2 separate regions of the Sus scrofa genome follow, and region 1 is linked to region 2. A link is a contact called in public HiChIP or PLAC-seq data. All regions are on one chromosome and are shown on one strand. The core of a region is the stretch at or near the end of the contact, and the rest is flanking DNA. Distances in the headings are between cores, read along the strand shown.

Region 1 (7,487 bases), core at 4,759-7,258, 42 kb before region 2:
TGCTGTGGCATAGGCTGGCAACTGCAGCTCTGATTCAACCCCTAGCCTAGAAGTTTCCATATGCCACAAGCACAGCCCTAAAAAAGAAAAGGAGGGAAGGAAGGAAGAAAGGATGGATGGAAAGAAGGGAGGGGATCTAACCACCTGTGTAGCAGAAAGTTTAAAAAAGACGAAAATTAAGAAAACTTTTTTTTTTAACTGCCACACCTGCAGCATATGGAAATTCCTGGGCTAGGAATTCAAATCAGAGCTGCAGCTGCCAGCCTATGCCATAGCCACAGCAATGCTGGATCCTTAACCCACTGACCGAGGCCAGGGATGGAACCCACATCCTCACAGAGAAAACGCTGGGTCCTTAACCCATTGAGCCACAACAGGACCACCAGGAAGTACATTTTATTTGTCTGTGATGTCACTGGTGATGACCAGAGAGGAATTTTTGTAGTGAAAGTAATACTATGCAGTAGATAAAAGGAATTGATGGAGACAATGGAAGCAGGACACAAAGTCCAGTTTTCCAGAGTTCAGTTTTGAAAGGGAGTTTAGACATGAAAGAAAGGAAGTCAGAAGCTTCAGTATATTTAAAAAGCAGCAAGAGTAGTTCCTTGGTGGTACAGAGGGTTAAAGATCTGGTGTTGTCATTGCTGTGGCCCGGGTGCAGTTTCAGTCCCTGGCCTGGGAATTTCTGCATGCTGCAGGTACAGCCAAAAAAAAAGATTAATGTAGGAGCAAAGATTCATTGACATGAAGTGAGGAAGACAAGATGTAGGCTACTGAGACACTCTTTACTTTAGAGACAGAATTTCCTCAGTATGAATAATTCAAATTGATAAGAGAACTTTATTACAGATAGTGCTGCATTATCTGTTGTTAAAACCTGTTAAATTCTTTTCTAACACTCCAGATCTAACATAATTCATCATTCTCGATTTTTTCCATCACTAAAGTTCTAGATCCCATTTAACCCTTCCAAAGTTATTAACATATCTAAACTTTATTCTGGTACCTTTACCTCTCACAATGTATAACTGTTTAATACAATAACCCATGAAGCAGTCCATGGAACATTTGGCAAAACAATGGCAAATTATCCAGGCAGTATCTGTACCATTATTATTAATACTGTCAAAATTTGCAGTTTCAGGTTGCTTATTTTACTTTATTATATTGCCACACCCATGGCATAAGGAAGTTCCCAGGCCAGGGGTCCAACTGGAGCTGTACCTGCCGATCTACACCACAGCCACAGCAATGCCAGATCTGAGCCTTGTCTGCAACCTACACACACTGAAGCTCATGGCAACACCAGATCCTTAACCCACTGAGCAAGGCCAGGGATCAAACCCACGTCCTCATGGATGCTAGTCAGATTTGTTGCCACTGAGCCACATTGGGAACTCCTACTGATTTTAAAATCAGGAGTTCACATTTTTGTTGAAGAATGAAAAAATAGGAATAAACTAAGATTGACCACCATAGAAAAATACACATGCCTTTTGCAAAACGCTATCAACATCTAGAATTGAATGTTAAGAAAAAGAGGGAGATTCAGTCCTATTATATCAACACGAAATGACAGCAGCTGGCAAAGTTAAGTTTGCATAAAATCTCTGTGTTTGGGGTTTATTTGGTATTGGTGTAATTTTAATACCTGTGAAAGGAGCCTAGAAATTGTACTTACCAGTAATTTTGATATTTTTTCAAAACTATTTAGATTGGAGTCCTGTAGTAGCTCAGTGGTTAATGAATCCAACTAGGAATCATGAGGTTGAGAGTTCGATCCCTGGCCTTGCTCAGTGGGTTAAGGGTCAGGCATTGCTGTGAGCTGTGGTGTAGGTCACAGATGTGGCTTGGATCTGGCGTTGCTGTGGCTGTGGTGTAGGCCAGCAGCTGTAGCTCCAATTAGACCCCTAGACTGGGAACCTCCATATGCTGTGGGTGCAGCCCTAGAAAAGACAAAAAAAAAAAACAAAAACTATTTAGATAAAGAAGAAAGAAAACTCATCTTCTTTAGACAGACAGTTCAGGGTGAGACTGTCCATAATCTTAACTATCCCTTTCCTCTCAAGTCACATGTATTTTTGTTAGAGCTAAATATATCATACTCTTGGCAGCTCCCTTGCTTGCTTCAACTCATTCTGGGTTTGAATTTTCTGCATGACTGAGTTCACCTCTAAACTATGAAAAATAAAAGTTTTCTCACTATTTAATAGATGTGTAGGATATGGTATCACTCAATGATATATGTTTTTATAATGGGCCTCTGACTCATTCAGGGTCGTGCCAGCAATGGATTTCCTTAAATGTGATCATTGAAAGCACAGCAATTCATACCATAATCTTCATTTTAAAAAATAAAAAAGGATAACGGCCGCTTAAAGCTTCTGCTGTGCCAGTCAGTCCCCCACTCCACTTGAAGTTGCAAAATGGCTCACCCGCTAGGTCCTCTCAAAACCTATTTCTATCAGAAATGAAATTCTTATCACACAAAAGCAGGTAAGCAAATACTATAATACAGTACTTTTCTACATTTTGAAAGACTGACCCATCTAAAGATCTACAAAGAAAATCTAAGACCTCGCTTTTAGGGATTAGAAAGAGATGTAGTCCCAGAGGGCAGAATGAGGTCCTAAGGATTCCACGTAATCCGGAAATTTCATGTATGTGTGTATAATAATATGAGTTTGTTTAACCCAGGGTAGCACCGTCTTTTTAAAATTACGTCTGCTAAAACGCAACTTGGTGACATTAAAATTTCCAGTTTAAGACTTTCGCATCCGTGCGCCTGACGTAAAGGACTCTTCCTGCATTTATGAAGAAACTGAAAAATGAGAAACTAGCTCCTAAGGCTGCATCGTGTGCCCAGGAAGCCCTCGGTAAATGTTAGCTGATTAAATATTAGTCAAAGTTGACAAGGTAGGCACCAGGAACACACAACCATTTCCGAAGAGAAGGTGTGTTTCAGCTGCAAGCAGGGCAGCCTCAGCGGCGCAAGGGGTAGCAGAGCTCGAGGGGACAGGGCGCCCTGCCACTGGGTCCCCCCGGGTAGACTGTGCCCTGAGGGTTCCGGGAAAGGGGTGCTCCGCAGAGGACGCAAAGAGCAGACTGGCCCGAGACGCAGCTGGGGATCTTGCTGGGTCACCTTAAGCAGACTATGTTTGTAAGAAAGCTCTGAAGACTGAGGGGACTTCCTGTAGCAGTCTCGCTTTGGCGGCCCTACGGGTGTCCCACCACGTGTGCCCCGCGCCTAGCGGCAGCTGACTCAGCTGTGCTGAGGCGGGCGCGCGCGGACAGCTGGGGAAGACCGCGGCGCCGGCGCGTGTACCCGTCCGGCGCGCGCACGCGGTTAAGCCCCGCCCCACCAGTCCCTGGGCCCTCGGTGATTGGTAGATGGACGACTGGGCGGAGTAGGGTCGAGAACGTTATTGGCCACAATCCACAATCACTCAAAGAGCCAGGGAGGGGAGGGGCCTCTTCAGGGAGAGATACGACTGGAGCCTTTTTCAAGGCCGTCAGACGCCATCTTTAGGTGGCTTTTTTGTTTTGTTTACTCGCTTTTGTTCTCTGCTGCCCGGAAAGCTGCGTGTACACGGTCGTAGGTACAGTGACCACAAATTGGTCTCTTACATTTGGTAGTGACAAGCTTTTAGTTCCTGCCGGCCTCAGTTACAGATTTTTCAGATACCACTAACAAGGTATTAGTTGCCCTTAGTTCAAAGTTTTCATCTTGAGGGACCTCGCGAATCCCAGGCTAAACCGAGTTTAGCTTTATTTTGCCTTGGTAGGAGGTACATTCGTAGGAGGAATTCTCTTTCTTACGAAGAAACTCAAAGCAAGGACATTGGCTGTGAGCCTAAATTCCTAGCAAAAATCAAGTAGTCTAGGAAGACAGGGGCTTGGGCTGTGTACTGCTCTAGGAAGAGCTTTCTGTTTTCTGAGAAGGTAGAAAGTATATGTGATGGCCTGCAGTGAAGTGGGAAAGAGTAAGAAAGAGCAAAACTCCATTAAAATTCTCAGCACTGCTGCCATCACAAAGGTCACTAGACTGACTGGATTCCAAAGACATGCAGGTCTAAATTTGTGGAATGATCCACATTTGAGACATTTATTAAGCACTGATCTGACTTATTAGGGAATAAAAATGCACTCAGTACAGGTAAGAAATCCAGAGGGTCCAAAGAGGGCCACCTTATAGTGAATGTAAAGACATGTACAGATAATTTTATCGCATTTGTTAGGCATCCTAAATACTGTTTGAAACTGAGTGGGTTGCTGGCTGGGGAACGGGAATGTACTACCATCGTCATACTGGGGTTTTGTGTGAAATTTGAACTCTACCATAGATCCTTTTTTTATCTCCTGGTTGCTACTTCACTTGTGACATTCCAGTTTCTCCCTCATCAGCCCATATGCTTCCTATGCTTTCACCCCAATCTGCAAATACAGATTTGAATGTAAATATTTTCTGTAGGACTCCTAATAGGAGACAGTGGTTCTGAAAGAGTGAAGTGAGAATACAGCTCCTGTACAGGGAGACACTGCTCTCAGCCCTCTCAATTCATACACACACTTCTCTCTGTGACTTTGAGCATTTTCATTCCAAAAATGCAACATGATAACCAAAATGCATTTCTTATCCTGCATATATATTATTGGCCTTTGCTTCCTCTTGGCCCCTCCTCCATCATCACCACCACTATGAACAGTTTCTGAGAATTGGACTTGACTAAATTATTTTCCTGATACTTTGCCAGCTGTGGAGCTTTTGAAACAAATCCCAACCTATAAACGACCATTTTGTCAAAAAGCCAAGAGAGAACTTCCCTTCTGAACACACCAACCAAACCACACATAAAGGCCAAAATATACACAGCTGTACATTTAAGAACGTGAGACAATAAAAACCAAAACCACTAAGGCAAAACAGTCACTAAAGAAGGCTTTAACCACAGACTCAATAAATTGCATATCCTCATTTGCCACATGGACTACATATTCCCTGGCAATTTAATCTGGTACTTTAGAAGTAGAGCAAAAAAAATATCAAATGCACATAGAATGAAAGTGCCTAAGTATTTTATGCATGGGATTTCTTCTCAGGTTTAATTTGCACATAAACTCCTGTCTGGATCACATTTGGGAACACAACAGAAAAAAAAAAAAAAAATCCACATCCTAGGGGCTACTTTGCACACATAAAACCAAAGGCAGTCACTTTTGAAAATAAAATCTGATATGGCACATATACACATACTGTACATATACACAAAGCACAAAACCCCAAGATAAATCTTTACGAAATTATTTGCTTCAGGAAACACACACACACACACACACACACACAAGGTTCTCATGAAAAATGTTTGTAAGACATACTGTAAGAAGGGCTTTGACTCCCCCCTCCCCAGGGAAATGAGTGTTACAATTAAGAATATCTAAACATTTTTAGCCTCTTGGCCTTGGACAATTGCCACATTCAAGCCACTTAGTTTTGGTTCTGGGGGGAGGGTGTGTAAAACGCACGCAAACAGCTTTGTGAGGGAGTCTCAAATCTCCGCTTCCTTCGACGTTGCCTGTGGCAGAAATTTACATTATCCCTTCGAGCCCGCTTAAAAAAAAAGAAATCTATACTTCCCAAGAGGCCAAATTTTTTTTTTAAATCCCTTGACCATAAAAATTTACCAGTTCTTAAAATGTGATAGCAAAAAGAAAAAATATAAATTTGGCTGGAAACAGTTGTACACGGCCATCCTGCTTCTCAACTTCTTGGTATATTTAAAACCTTGACCAGGAAAAAGAAAGAGGAAGAGAGACAGAAAAAGAAATGGGGGAAAGCGCACATTCCCCTTAGCAACAGTTTCCTCACCCCAGCACTGCCACAGATCTCTATTTTTAAAAAATTTGAAAACACACACAAGATTAAGGAGGAAAAAAAATGGAAAAAGGATACCCGAAGGTCGTATGGCTCTTTGTATTCGTGTGTGTGCAAAAAGGAGGACTCGCGGAGCCGGAGCCGGCAAGCCCCGCCCCTCCCCGGACGCCCGCCCGGATTGGCCGCCAGCGGCCGCGGGGCGCCCCGCCCGCGAGCACACGCGCGGCGCCTGAGGACGGTGCCCCTGGGGGAGGGGGCGCTCCTAAGGGCCACCCGACCCCCGACCCCAGACTCCAGACCCCCGACCTCTGCAGCTCGGTCTCTGGCGCCATGGCTGACACCTGTGCCCTTCCCTACTTCTTTCCCCTTCCTTTCACTTTCTCACCCCCCCTTTCACCCTTTCCCATGTTGTTTTTTTCCTCTGTGAATCCAGGCCCTCGTCATCAGCATAAATAACAATCCAGTGAGTGAGCACCTTCCGACAATTTGCCAAACTTAACTAGTCAGTAAAATTTCTAAACTGGGATTATGCATCAAGCACTTGGTCCTTGGGCCAGAGTTCATGATTTCCAGGTAGAATGTCTGGGTCACGTCTGTTGCTTAACGCTCCCACCTTTAAGTGAACATTCCTACAAGTATGTGATGTCCTTCAGGTGAAAAATAAAGTAGTCTTACACTTTGGGCGTGGATTTTGCTCAGCCTTCGTCCCCAGTTTTTCCTCTATTTGGCTAATACTGCATTCTCAAGAACCTAAAATGGTCTCCCTTTACCTCCTGCATGAAGACCCGATTGTTTACACTTGGATTTTAAACCACCCATAGTCTGGCCCCAGGCCCCTGTTTGTACTTGGGTCCCACTGCCCTCACCTCTTCACTCCGGTATTATTGGTATTATTCCTTTGCTCAAGTGGTCTCATCCGTCTGCAGTAAATAATGCCTGTCTTTGACTAGTCAGTTTTTATCCATTCTTCAGCTGTTTCAGTCAACGCAGACCACTTCCTTCTCTCCTTTATCAGCATGAACTTCATGCTTACTCAAGTTAGCTGTGCTTAATTCTACCTTGATTGTTTCAAATGTTTTAGTAATTTCACCCTAGTAAATTGAGATCAGAGTTTGGTTTTTTTTTTGTTTGTTTGTTTGTTTTTTGTCTTTTTGCCTTTTCTAGGGCCGCTCCTGTGGCATATGGAGGTTCCCAGGCTAGGGGGTCTAATCAGACAGAGCTGTAGCTGCCAGCCACAGCCACAGCCACAGCCACAGCAACGTGGGATCCAATCTGCATCTGCAACCCACACCACAGCTCACGCATGGCAACACTGGATCCTCAACCCACTGAGCAAGGCCAGGGATCGAACCCACAACCTCATGGTTCCTAGTCGGATTCATTAATCACTGTGCCACAAAGGGAACTCCCAGAGATTATATATCTTAAACTTTCATCCATTCAGGAACTTTTTGGGGGGATTTATTTTTTAGGACCACACCCACGGCATATGGAGGTTCCCAGGCTAGGGGTTGAATAGGAGCTGCAGCTGCCAGCCTACACCACAGATTCAAGGGGCAACAATATCAGATCCAAGCAGCTTCTGTGACCTATGGCACAGCTCATGACAACATCA
Region 2 (6,821 bases), core at 2,022-4,521:
TGGCTCAGTGGTAACTGAACCCGACAAGTACCCATGAGGAATCGGGTTTAGTCCCTTGGCCTTGCTCAGTGGGCTAAGGATCTGACGTTGCTGTGAGTTGTGGTGTAGGTCACAGATGTGGCTCAGATCCCACAGTATTGCTGTGGCTGTGGTATAGGCCAGCAGCTGTAGCTCCAATTAGACCCCTAGCCTGGGAACTTCTATATGCCGTGGGTGCAGCCCTAAAAAGCAAAACAAACAAACAAACAAACAAACAAACAAAACCCACCTGTCCTGACACTCGGGAGATTGGGTTTCATGGAGAAAGGGAGAAAGAGGTGGATACAAGGTAAACACCGCTTATCTTTTCAACTTCTGGGCTCTGTTCTGGGGATGAGGGACCTGAGTTCTAGCCCTGCTCTGTCTCAGACCAGCTGTGGGCCTTGGGCAAATCTTTTAACCTGTTTCCTCAACTATAAAATGGGAATGACACCAGCACCTCCTTCCGTGCTGTGCCAGGGATGCTGGCTGGGGAGGTGGAAAGAGTGGGTCTCCTGGAGGCTGACAAGTCTGGGTCTGAGTTCCAGCGCTGCTACTTACTGACTGCGAGACCTCGGGCAGGTTACTCAGCCTCTCAGGGCCAAGCTGCTAAAGCAACGGGTGATGTTAAGGCTACTACTACACACATTGTTGTGAGAGTGAAATGTTATCAAGTGGGTAAAATGTGAAGCACTGAAAGGAGTGAGCAATAGCCATAGCTGTCAACTGATCCATTGCAATCATTGGATAAGAGTCCATCTGTCTGCCCTGCCTCTAGGAGGCACCACTATCATCCACCCAGAGGGACGGGTGGCGAGTCTGGGAGTGGTTAGCCAGGTCCTCTGGCTCTCCCCTGGTACCCAGGCCTGCAGGGAAACTTCTACCAGGAGGTGAATGTCACCTGCAGTCAAGGAGGCTCATCCTCAGGTGAGAACAGCCTGTTGCTGGGCCCCTTCCCCGAGGCCCGCCCAGCCTGGCCGGCACCCCTGCTCACCTGATTGGACTGGCTGGGGAGTCCAGGTCAGAGGCTGACACCTGGCCCACCAGGGTCCCGGGAGCCTTGTTTTCGGGCACCGACAGGTGGTAGGCAGCCTGGGAGAAGGCAGGTGGCTCTGGGGCGTCCTGCACAGCCACGCGCACTGAGGCCACGTCCTTGAAGGGCCCTCGCCGCAGATAGGCTGGGTCGATGAGCGTGTTGGTGGCCTCCACACGGAAGGAGTAGGAGCGACGGTTCTCGAAGTCCAGGGGCTGTGGGGAGGGAGATGGAGTGACTGCGGCAGATGGAGACCAGGGAGGAGGGCACCAGAGGGGTGGTAGCCTTGGTGGGCAGAACTCTAGGTCTGCCCCCAGTTCCATCACAGACTTGCTCTATGCAAAGTCTTCAACCAGTCACTTCCCCATGAAGTGCCCCAGGCCCTCATCTGAAGGATGAGGAGGTGACCATGATCTCCAAGCTCCAACACAGGGATCCTGAGTCTGTTCTAGACCAGTTAGAGGCATGACCCCTGGGGCAGGAGGCAGTTATGAGTGGGTCTGTGGCATGAGACAGGAGGCTAACCTTGCGGACAGTGAGGAGCCCATCTCGACCCTGGGAGTCTGTGCTGATGCTGAAGGCCTCGGACCCCTCCCCGTCCAGGATGCTGTATGCCATGAGGGCGTTGTCCCCCAGGTCTGGGTCCTGGGCCTGCAGCCGGCCCACCAGGGTGCCCGGCCCAGCGGTCTCCACCACGGAGAACTGGTACAGGCCTTGGGGAGGATGGAGGGAGACGATCTTAGAGAGGTCTCCAGCCCTCCTCCCTCTCCCGGCATGTCCTTCTCCCAGGCCTGGCTCGGGAGGGGTGGGAGGGCAGATTTCTCAAGAGGCTGCAAGGGGTGGGGTGCTTAAAAGATGGCTCAGGCGACAGCACTGGCCCCTTACTCTGCGGGAACTTGGGGGGGTTGTCGTTGACATCGCTGAGGGTGACCGTCACCGTAGTGCTGCCCGACAGCCCCCCCATGTGGCCACCCATGTCCTTGGCCTGAATCACCACCAAGAACTCCTCCTGCGTCTCACGGTCCATGTTGGGGATGGCGGTCCGCACCACTCCTAGGGAGAGATGATGGATCAGAGGGTGCCTGGTCCCAAGGCAGCCCCACCCGGCTCCTGAGCTCTAGCCTCACCAGTCTGGGGGTCCACAGAGAAGAAAGGTAGTCCATCCAGCACGGTGTACACCAGCTTGGCGCTGTTCCCGTAGCTGGGGTCATCAGCATCATGAGCAGTCACCTGGATCACTGAAGTCCCTGTGGGGGATCCCGGCACCCCACTCAGCAGGGGCAGAGCCAAGTAGGGAAGAACAGCAGACGATCAGGACCCAGACATGAGTGGGGCTGAACTGAGGGAGGTGGCTTCCGGGGCAGAAAGGGGTGGGGGAGGGAGAGGTGAGGGAGGGCGCTCTAGGAGGTGGGATCCACGATGTCCGGACTCGGGATACTCACCGACGTTGGACATCTCGGGCACTGTGGCGTGGTATGGCCCGAGGGGAAAGATGGGTGGATTGTCATTAATGTCTTGCACCTTGATGATGAACTCTGATGGGGGCTCCAGGGGGCGGTTGGAGGCTCGGTCCACAGCTTGGGCCAGTAGCACATACTGGGCCTTCTCCTCCCGGTCCAGGCTCTTGGTGACATGGATATTGCCTGTGGCCTCATCGATCACAAATACGGTGCCTGCCCCCTCTCCCGTCAGCAGGTACTTGGTGCGGCCCTCACCCCTGTCCACGTCCGAGTGCAGCTGTACGGGTCAGGGAAAGATGGCAGCGGGTTCCAAGCGCAGGGACAGAAAGTTAAAGAGTCTAAGTCTGGGCCTCGGTGGAGTGTTGGGAGTTCTGAGGGACCAAGGTCATTGCAGAAGTGAAGTTGCAGGGCAGAGCCTTGAGAGTCAGGGTAGACATGGGAGGCTTGATCCTTACCTTGCCAATAAGGACGGGCTCTGGTCCAGCATATTCCTCAATGACAAAGAATTGGTTCCACACCCAGCTCCTTCGGGTCCGAAGCAGTGCTGGTCCTGGGCCTCCCCGGGACCCTGCCCAAGCCCGGGCTGGGGCTGCCAGGCGCCCCATGCAGCCCCAGCCACCCAGCCAGGCCAGCAGGAGCCTCACCAGGCCCCACATGTTTGGGCACCAGCCAGGGCTCTGTTCACTGCCCCTGGGTGTTAAGGCATGAGCTGCCTGGGGCAGAGGGGCAGATGCTTTGGGACTACCCCATGGATCCACACCTGCAGGAGAGGTAGCTGTTCAGGGTCAAGGAAACCCTTAACCCTCCCCCCTCCAAAGTTAGATGCTCAAGATCAGACCTCCGAGGAACCAGAAACACCAGTGACCAGAAACCAGACTAAGACAGAAAGCAGTCTGATCTTTCCCTCCACCCAGGCTCTGCCTGTATTCACCTCCAGCCCTCCAAGCTGATAAATCTCCGGCCAGTCAAGTGAGTAGAGAAGCTTGGGGAGAAAATAGGAGAGGGTATGCTGGGAGGGCTGGGAACCTCAAATCTGGCTCCTGTTCTCCCAGGGTGGGCATGCAGCTGGGGGCTGGAGGAAATGGGGGCTACCAGGGAAAGGGCTTAAAATAAAGGGATCTGGACTCCTGGAGGTGTGATCTGAGGGTGCCTAGGGTCAGGGTGAGAGGACAAGGAGTGCAGCCTCAAACAGGGTTGAAAGCCTGTGAAAGTCCCTCCTCCACAGAGAACCCCGCCTCTCCAGAAACTGACCCTAACACACTGCTAGCTGAAGTCCTTGAAGGGAGACCTGGACTCATGAGGCATTGTAGGGGCCAGAGCTGGAAGAAGAGGGGTGGCAGAGGCCAGGAGACCGGGGAGGGGGAGCAGAGGCAGACCCAGAGGCTAGAGACACAGCGTGATTGAGGTTGAGACCAAGACTCAGGGACTGGCTGCAGAGACAGAGACAGAATGGCAGCAAGAGACAGAAGGAAAGAGACCCAAGGTGGCAGCCTGGGTGTCTGAAAAGCAGAGAGGAGTCATATGGGTACCAGGCTAGAGAATGGGTGGCTGAGAGGGCAGAGGGGCTTTCAGTATGTGTGATGGACAGGAAGGGGCAGCTTCAGCTGAGGGGGTTAGACCAGGCCACCCTGGAGGAGAACTTCATTCTGGGAGAGGGGGCAGCCAGGAGGGGCTGTGGGATGGAAGCTAGAGAGAGGACCCTTCCCACCACTGTCTTCTCCCTCTCCTCCTAGGGGGTCCCCCCAGGTGGCTGTGGCTGCGCCTCTCCTCCCCCAGAGCAGACACACACCTGACAGTCCTTTCCTTCCCGAGGGAAGAGGGAAGCCGGAGGCGAGCCGGCGACCGGAGAGGGAGGCGGGACGAGGAGGGAGAAGGAAAGGGAGAGAGGAGTGGGAAATAGGAGAGTGGGAAAGGGAAGGGGAGAGGAGAGAGAAGGAACAGGGGAAGGAAAGGAGAGCGGGAAAAGGAAGAGACGGGAAAGGAGAGAGAGGTGGAGGAAGAAAACAGCAAAGAGGAAGAGGAGATGGAGCAAGACAGGGTAAGAAGGAGAGAGAAGGGTTGGGGAGACAGAGGGAAGGGGCAGAGAAGGCAAACAGGCAGAGAGAAGGCTGGGTGAAGAGAGATCGAGGGAGAGGAAAATGGTTAAAAGAGGGAGAGAGGTGCGAGGGAAGAAGGGAAAGCTGGAGAGCGCGGGAGAAGGGAGCCGGCAGTGGGCTCCCAGCCGCGGAGCGCACCGCTCACCGCTCTGAAGATACCCGCAGGCTGCGGGCCCCCTGCTGCCCCTGCGCGAATTCCCGACCGCGGGCTCCGGAGCAGAAGCCCTTACCTGGCAGTGCCGAGGGGCCCAGCCCGGCGGGGACGGTCTCCGCCGGCCCCAGCCGCCGGGTCCCAGGGGGGCACAGCCCCGAGCCGATCCGAGCGGGCGCCGCGGCTCCGCTGCAGGTCTGAGCGGCCCCGGCTGAGAACAAGGGAGCGAGACGGAGGGGGCGGGGGAAGGAGGCTCCGCCTGCGGAGGAGCGAGGCGGCTCCGCGCCGCGCAGGAGAGGAGAGCCCAGCCTCCGACCCTCCCCTGCCCAGCCCGGGCCGCGCGGCGGGGGCGGGGGCGGGGGCGGCGTTGGTGCCCGCCCCCTCGGCGCTGCCGGCCGCCGGGCGCATACAGATGCGGCTCCCTTTTGGGCCGGGGTCCGCAGCGCCCGGAGGGGCAGGAGGGCAGAAGGGCGTCCAGGCCACGGCGCCAGGCCGTTTCCGAAGAGCTAGTGGGGAGGGCGCACCCAGGAACGCAAAGCGGCCCGCACGCCCCCAGTAGCCGGGTGAAGGGCGAGCGTGCGGCGAGGCGGGGAGTCGAGAGCCCACTGCGGAGGCCCTGCTCCCCGCTCCTTGTTCCCGGTCCGGCCTTGGGAGCTGCTGTACACCCCGGCCGTGAGGCGGTGGCATTTTGGGAGCCCGTGCAGGGCAGCATAGCGAGCCGACTGGGGACCCTAAGCGCGGCGTAAGGGTCCAGGGAGTCCTCGGGCTGGGCTCAGGGAACAGGTCAGGAATCAAGGCACAGCCTCGGCGGGAAGGCACGGAGGTGGGGAGCGAAGCCTCTTGGGGAAGCTCATTTACAGGAGCCTACAGAGCGAGCGGCTGCCGCCCCCTGGTGGCACCTTCAAGGTGCCAAGCAGGTGACCGAACGCCTCTAGCACAGGGCTGAGAAGCCCTGAAAGGACCCCTCTCTTCCCAGGGGGTCTTCCCCTCTACCCTCTAGAGAGGAAGATCCGCAGTTGCGGTGGCAGGGATGGAGGGAGGGTGGTGAGTCCCTGCTCCGGGAAGCAGGAGGCTAAGTGAAGTGTAGGGAATGCCAGCAACACGGCTGCACTGCATACTCAAGCTTCCTCTTCAATTTGGCTCTCACCCAGGCCCTGTCCAAGGAAAGCCACTCACTCACACACTAGTTAAAACTAAGTCAGATTTATTATTTTCCATAGACCACATCATTTAATAATAAAAAAAAATAAAAATAAAAATTGAACAAAAGGAAAAGGTGGATATAAAGTGGAACCGGTGGACAGGAGGCAAGGGCTGCAGGACTGAAGAGACTGGGAACTGCAGGGGCCCTGGGACTCAGGAGGAGATGCTGATTCAGCTCATAGGTGACCCAGTCCTGGCCCCGGCTGTTCCCAAGAAGTGGGTGCGAGTACCAAAGCAGGTGGTGAGCAGGATGGAGGAAAAACAAGAGGCTTGGGGCTCCTGGCTGCTCCCGACCTCTGGGCCAACCACCTCCCTCCTTCACCTAGTTCTTCCCTCTCACAGACTTAATGGGAAATGAGAGAGAGGAGAGGGCTAAGTCCCAAGAGATAAGATTACCGGGGTGGTGGTGGGGAAGATTCTTGGCCACTGCTCCATTTGGTATGTGGGGACAGGTGGCAGCCATACTTCATCACTGGGCAAAAGATGTGAAAGACCCCTGGTTCCAGGGTGGTGGAGATTGTACCTATCCCTCTGTGGCCTTGAACCCCCTGGGGCAGGGTGGCTGACGCCTGCAGCTCTCCCTAGTGTTTTCTGGCTAGCGGCGCCCACCCCGGTCCCGCACAGGTGTGCTCCGACTCCGGCTCCTGCTGTGGCGCTTGGTGTCCCTGCGGTCCCTCTCCCTGCCTCGTTCCCGATCCCTCTCCCTCTCCCGATCTCGATCCCCCCTGTCCCTTTCCCTGTCCCTGTCTCTCTCCCTGTCCCTCTCCCGGCTGTGCTCTCGCCGCTTCTCCCTTTCCAGCTGTCGGGTCCGTTCCCGCTCCGCCTCCTTCTCCCGCTCCTTCTGCTCCTCTTCTTCTTGC

The links. HiChIP or PLAC-seq counts read pairs in DNA pulled down with a chosen protein or histone mark.
Region 1: an H3K27ac HiChIP or PLAC-seq map of skeletal muscle shows a contact between it and region 2. The contact joins the promoter of C7H14orf93 here to the promoter of CDH24 in region 2. A contact is called at or near these places in 7 of 47 Hi-C or Micro-C datasets (embryonic fibroblasts, epiblast stem cells, mesenteric adipose tissue and 3 more) and 2 of 2 datasets of contacts at active chromatin or transcription factors (alveolar macrophages and skeletal muscle).

The regions. Positions count from the first base shown.
Region 1 is chr7:76,032,271-76,039,757 of Sscrofa11.1, reverse strand. It overlaps C7H14orf93, which reads right to left and starts at 6,008. Exons shown (of 7, transcript XM_021099247.1): 1 at 5,951-6,008.
Region 2 is chr7:75,988,355-75,995,175 of Sscrofa11.1, reverse strand. CDH24 (cadherin 24) reads right to left here and starts at 3,271. Exons shown (of 12, transcript NM_001243615.2): 1 at 2,967-3,271; 2 at 2,494-2,788; 3 at 2,179-2,298; 4 at 1,937-2,104; 5 at 1,577-1,764; 6 at 1,013-1,266. The coding sequence starts at 3,167. ACIN1 (apoptotic chromatin condensation inducer in the nucleus) reads right to left here. Exons shown (of 19, transcript XM_021099243.1): 19 at 5,942-6,821. The coding sequence ends at 6,557.